Linked DNA regions of Danio rerio: region 1 is linked to region 2. Evidence: chromatin contacts called from public Hi-C data. All regions are on one chromosome and are shown on one strand. Each heading gives the region's core, a stretch centred on a gene start, on an enhancer-like site or on the middle of the called end of the contact. The rest is flanking DNA. Distances are from core to core; before and after follow the strand shown.

Region 1 (2,736 bases), core at 124-2,623, 86 kb after region 2:
TTAATAAAACTTGATGCTGATGAATGTTGTAGCAATTACATTGTGTAACCAATTAACCAATAGGTGGCGACAAACAACCATCAAAATGATGTGACTGAATAGGTTTTCAAAAATAATACACATAATGTAAACATGAAGTTTATGTGTGAATTGTTAAATCATTCATTGAACATAAATAGGATATGTTGAACAAGATGTTAGATTTGTGTATTAAGCAATATTTTTGTCTCTTCGTGTTTTGGTTGTTTGCTCTATTATTCTTTCTTTTGCCTTCTTGGTGTTTCATTCAATCCATCATGTTTGTCTGTTGTTCTGTCTATCTGTGTCTCTGTTCAACTGTCTATCTTTGTGTCTTTGACTGTTCAATGCTATCTCACAGCAATTTATAACTTTCTGATTTTGTGGCTAATCCGTATAAAGTTGTACAATTTCATTCATACAGTTTAGTACAATTAGCTTTTCCCCCAATGATTATCGGGTTTAGGGGTGGGGTTGGGTACCAAGCCTCTTTTTAAAATTAGTTTATTTTTGTATGTCTGAACTATCACTAAACTGACAAAACATAATATAGTTATGTTTACTGGTGAGATCGGGCTGGTTGTTCTGTCTGTAGAACTTTGTCTCTAGTCTGTCTCAATCATTCATATTTCTGTCATTGCTGTTGTTCTTTCTGTTGTTTTCCTCTAGTTCTGTCTCATTCTGTCTTGCTTTCTGTCTGTTTTTTTTTTTTTTCGATTCAGTTTTAAAAAAGTGCACGAGAGGACGTGCAGTCACTCTCTCAGCAATATCATGATCTCAATTGCCATTTCTCTTCTCTCCATTGTGCTAGTGTGTGTCTGAAATAGGAAAACTTCCCTGAAACATTTCCAAAGGCAGATAAGCGAGGTGGAGGCGTAGAGCGATAGATGGAGAGCCCTGTGAATAGGAAGAAGGAGATGCTGTAGGGGTTTAATTTGCTTTTCTCTAACAGACGGCAACAGCCAAAGAAAGTTAATTACCCTCCCGTCTCACATCTCGACGTGTGTGCGTGATGCGACCAGGGGTGCGACTGAGCGAACGGTTTGTGCGCCCATCTGTTTTCCTGCCAGCCGGAGCTGTTAAAAGGCTCCCTGCTTTAGCATGCGACTGCTATCTCTTTCTCTTTGATTCCTTTTCTTCCTGTGTGCCTTTCTTCCCCCCCCACACGTCTGTCTGTTTCTCTCAGGTCACATGTTTGATGGTCTAGATTTGTGTGTGTGACCGACGGCTAATCTGTGTAGTTTGTGTGGATGTATTGAGCAGAATCTCCACACGACACACAGGGTTGTGCCTGGCCATATGTTTTCCTTTCTCACATCAGCATCAATATTGCATGACTTGAAGACACGTTAAGAAGCTCTTGCAGGAAGTAACACAGGATGTGAAACTCAGAACTTTAAACGAACAATCACAGTCGTGCTCTGATATTTGCTTATAGGTGTGTGTGTGTGTGTGTGTGTGTGTGTGTGTGTGTGTCTGTATCCTTCAGGTGCAGTATTTGTATTGAGGCTGTATTATTATACTCTGTAGTTCTCTTCAGATGGTAATTGTTTTATATGGGCACTTGATGTCATTTCAGCATGTACAGGTGCAAGAGCTTTTATTGCAGTCTGAGTAGAAAATGGCTTTGTTTTTCTGCCACTATCTGAGATAAAATTTCTGACTGAATTAACATTCTGTTTTGTGTGTGTGTGTGTGTGTGTGTGTGTATGTGTATGTGTGTGAGTGCGCAAAACTTTGTAGCACTTGAAATTCCATCCAAATTGTAATCTCTGAATGTCGAACCTTTTGAAAAAAAACTTTTTTTAACACTGGAATGTAGAAAACATTTAATAAGTGGTTTTGTTAATGATAAAAACAGTAAAGGCAACATCTTTAGCCCATGAATTTGAATTATTTTTCATTCTGCTGTTTAATAGAGTAAATACAATTTTAGACATAATATTTTAATAAATAATTTAAAAACAACTAATAACTCATTTATTTTGTCTTTGCCATGGTGACAGTACTCCAACTTCGGTTACTCACTGAAGCTAAGCATGGCTGAGCCTGGTCATTACCTGAATGGGAGACCAGATGGGAAATCTAGGTTTATTTTGGAAGTGGTGTTAGAGAGGCTAGCAGGGGGTGCTCAACCTACGTTCTGTGTGAGTTCTAAAGTCTTAGTATAGTGAAGGGAATACTTTCAATGAGTGCAGTCTTACGGATCAGACGTTAAACCAAGGTCCTGACTTTCTGTGGTCGTTAAAAATCCAATCGCACTTCTCATAAAGAGTAGGGATGTAACCTGACCAAATTCCCCCCCTTGGCTCTCACCCTTCATGGCCTCCCAATCATCCCTATCCATCGAATTGGCTCAGTCACTGTCTATTCACTTCCCCTATATCTGGTGTGTGGTGAGTGCTTTGGCGTTGTTGCCCTCTGGCAGCCGTCACAGCATCCAAGTGGATGCTGCACACTGGCGATGGTGTGGAGAGACCCCCTCGCATAATTGTGATGCGCTTTGATTATATGGCCATACACAATATATGAGCTATATAATAAATACACATTACACTGTTAGACCTTACCAGGTCTTTTTACAGTAGAATACTGGCAACACTATTTCCAGTTAGTCACTGTAATGGTTTGGTTACAAAGAGTAAGCTAGCTAACAATGTAGCTTTCAAGTACATAGTTCAATAATATAACTTAACCAACAGACTTATTTTAGAAACC
Region 2 (2,700 bases), core at 92-2,591:
GATGCTCACCACTGACGAGGGATTTAGTGTCACGCGCACAGCTTGCGTGGTCACAACACACAAAAAAATTGTTAATTGAAAGAGGAGGCATGTAAAAATAACACAATATCAATATTAAGTAATTATTTTAGCATGCCAAAGTCTAATTTCTGCATATGAAACACATTTTCCCCACAACAAAGTTGTGACCAGTGAAAATGGAAAGTGGTTAGTAATGTTGAAAAACTACTAGCCACAGTGGCTGGTGTTCAAAAATTTTTATGTCAAGCCCTGCTGGTAATGTAGATGTTTGACTGAAGCAGCCAATATTAATTTACAATGATGAAGGGAAGAGGTTTGCTAAAGATCTACTGAGAGATTTCAGCTGCTGTCTGGACTTTCACATTCTTTTTTACAGCCCCCCTTCATGTGTTCAATACTTTTTCCCTGCGTCGTTTGATTTTATTACACATAACTTAACTTGTAAACTAATTAGATTTGTTTTCAAATTGTATATATGGATTTCTTTGGTTGTTATTAACATCTCGGGAATATTTCAAGTTAATGGAGCCTTTAAAAATATGTTTTCTGAGAAAAATGGTGTTGAATACCTATATCACACACACACACACACACACACACACACACACACACACACACACACACACACACACACACACACACACACACACACACACACACACACACACACACACACACACACACACACAAAATAACCCAAATATAATTAAACAAATGCAAAATTGGATGCATGTTTACATTGTTTTTCACCAAATTACATAAATATATTTGTTGGTTATTAATGTTCATATAAAACACTTGGTGGAATGCCTAAAGTGTGTGATAATTTTAACAAAAACATAATAATACTGATCACTGTGATCATTTTGGTCATTATAACCATGATACAGAATGTTTCTACTGTCAAATTTCTAGTGCCAGGTGAAAGATGCTTATCTAAGTTGATGTTCTGTGATTTTATAGGTGAGTTTTGTGAAAACTTCTTTCAAGTTCCTTCAGTATCAATATATCCAAAATATATATCTGGAAGTGGTTCAATAGAGCAGCTGGCAGGACTTGGGAATTAGACTGGAGTAATGAGCTAGTTGTCCACTTGCTTCCTTTTTCTAATGAAGTCAGGGACATGAAACTATATTAAGTGGCGGATGGTATAATGGCTCAGGATGTAAAGTGACTGGCTTTAGATCGGATAACAGAGGCACAAAGGAAACAGGCAGATTACATCGTGATAAAGAGACGTGCGTTGAACAGAACTATAGAAACTGGGATGTTGGTCGAGTTACAGACGCGTGTGCTGGAGAGAACAGAATCTGGAAGGGGGGTTTGGTTACACCGTTGAAGAGAGAGCTGTGTTGTGTGAATGTGAGTGGAGGTAAAGAGGGTTTGTGACATTGAGACGGGGGGCAATTCTAGGATTTCAGTCTTACGGAGGCTCAGCTTCTCGCTTGAGCTGATGTGAAAAAGTGAAAAGGCTTCAATATACAAGCAGCAAAGTTCATTTTAAAACTACTGGTTAGAAAAGGAAGCACACAACATGAAATATAAAATAAACATGATGTAACTAAGACTACCAACACAGGCTCATTCTGAGAATGTAGCCCTATATACATTTCTGGAGATCCTAAATTATGTAGCTAAAAGTACGTATGACTGCATTTCGTCTTTAAAACGAACGCTACAGGGCGGTATGATGCTGTTCCTTTTCGTGCTTAACAGCTGACTGCTTACCTCCATGTGGACAGCTTTCTTACTGTTACCAGTTTGTCCAGTAGCTCGCCATGTACGTTGGCAGACTTGAGATGCAGAGAGGAATTGACCACAACAACAGGGTTCGAGTTCAGCAAAGAACAGTTCCAGAAAGCGGGTAAGACATAAACAGAACCCAAAAAATAAAATAAACAAGTTAATAACAGGGTGAGGTTGTGGTAAAATCTGAAAACTTAGTAAAAATCAGACGAGGGCTGTACTTTTTCTCGATTGCTTTTCAAGACTGTCGGTTGCGTTTAGTAAATGGGTGGGCGAGTCAGTCTGTGTTTTTAAAAACTATTGCCTGGCTTTAGGGAAGGAGGAGGGAAGGTTAGTCAATTGTCAGTCAGTCAGTCGACAGTGGCCCCTGGTGGATTTAGGTGAGAACAGCAGGGTGAATGGCACTCACGAGAGTGGCCTCTGGTGGAAAAAAACGTACCTCCTGGGACATATTTGGTGCTCTCCAGAAGTCTATATAGCATTTTGAGAATGAGCCTGGGTTGAAAACTACAGGGGTTGGAATATAGCAATTAATAAAGCATTTTATGACAGCCATGTGCATGTATGCAGTCAATTTTGTCTATTTATAGAGCACTTTATACTATAGATTATTCACTAGAAAAAATGAGACAAAAAAGGGTTATTTTCTGAGTACTTCTTCTTTGAAAGGTCGTAATGGTCAAATTGACCACATACATTTCACATACACTACTTTTCCTTTGCTTTTAAATATGTGTCACTCTGCTGCCTAGCAACGTTTTACTAACAAAACAATGTTCTGATAGCAAAAACAGAACTTTACATCAGACATGTCATTCAAAGTTTCAAACAACATTTTCACTTATGGTGAAAAAAATATAAAGAGAAGTATTGCACCTTTGGGGGTAGTCTATAACTGCATGACAGAAAAGTTTGTGTTTTAGGGTAATGACT

What was found. Hi-C and Micro-C count contacts between places; a contact is called where the count stands out from the background.
Region 1: a contact with region 2 is called in a Hi-C map of an unstated tissue, with 1.6 times the contacts expected there. The contact joins two enhancer-like sites. A contact is called at or near these places in 2 of 18 Hi-C or Micro-C datasets (hematopoietic stem cells and an unstated tissue).

What each region holds. Positions count from the first base shown.
Region 1 is chr16:30,083,763-30,086,498 of GRCz12tu, forward strand. All of the region lies in intron 2 of galnt1 (UDP-N-acetyl-alpha-D-galactosamine:polypeptide N-acetylgalactosaminyltransferase 1), which reads left to right. Among named protein-coding and RNA genes, the nearest start is that of galnt1, 98 kb to the left of the region's middle. Within about 2 kb of position 1,374, at least 7 of the 62 cell types and tissues checked have an H3K27ac peak or open chromatin away from gene starts, as enhancers often do.
Region 2 is chr16:29,997,955-30,000,654 of GRCz12tu, forward strand. The region is part of intron 1 of galnt1 (UDP-N-acetyl-alpha-D-galactosamine:polypeptide N-acetylgalactosaminyltransferase 1); the gene reads left to right. Among named protein-coding and RNA genes, the nearest start is that of galnt1, 13 kb to the left of the region's middle. Within about 2 kb of position 1,342, at least 4 of the 62 cell types and tissues checked have an H3K27ac peak or open chromatin away from gene starts, as enhancers often do.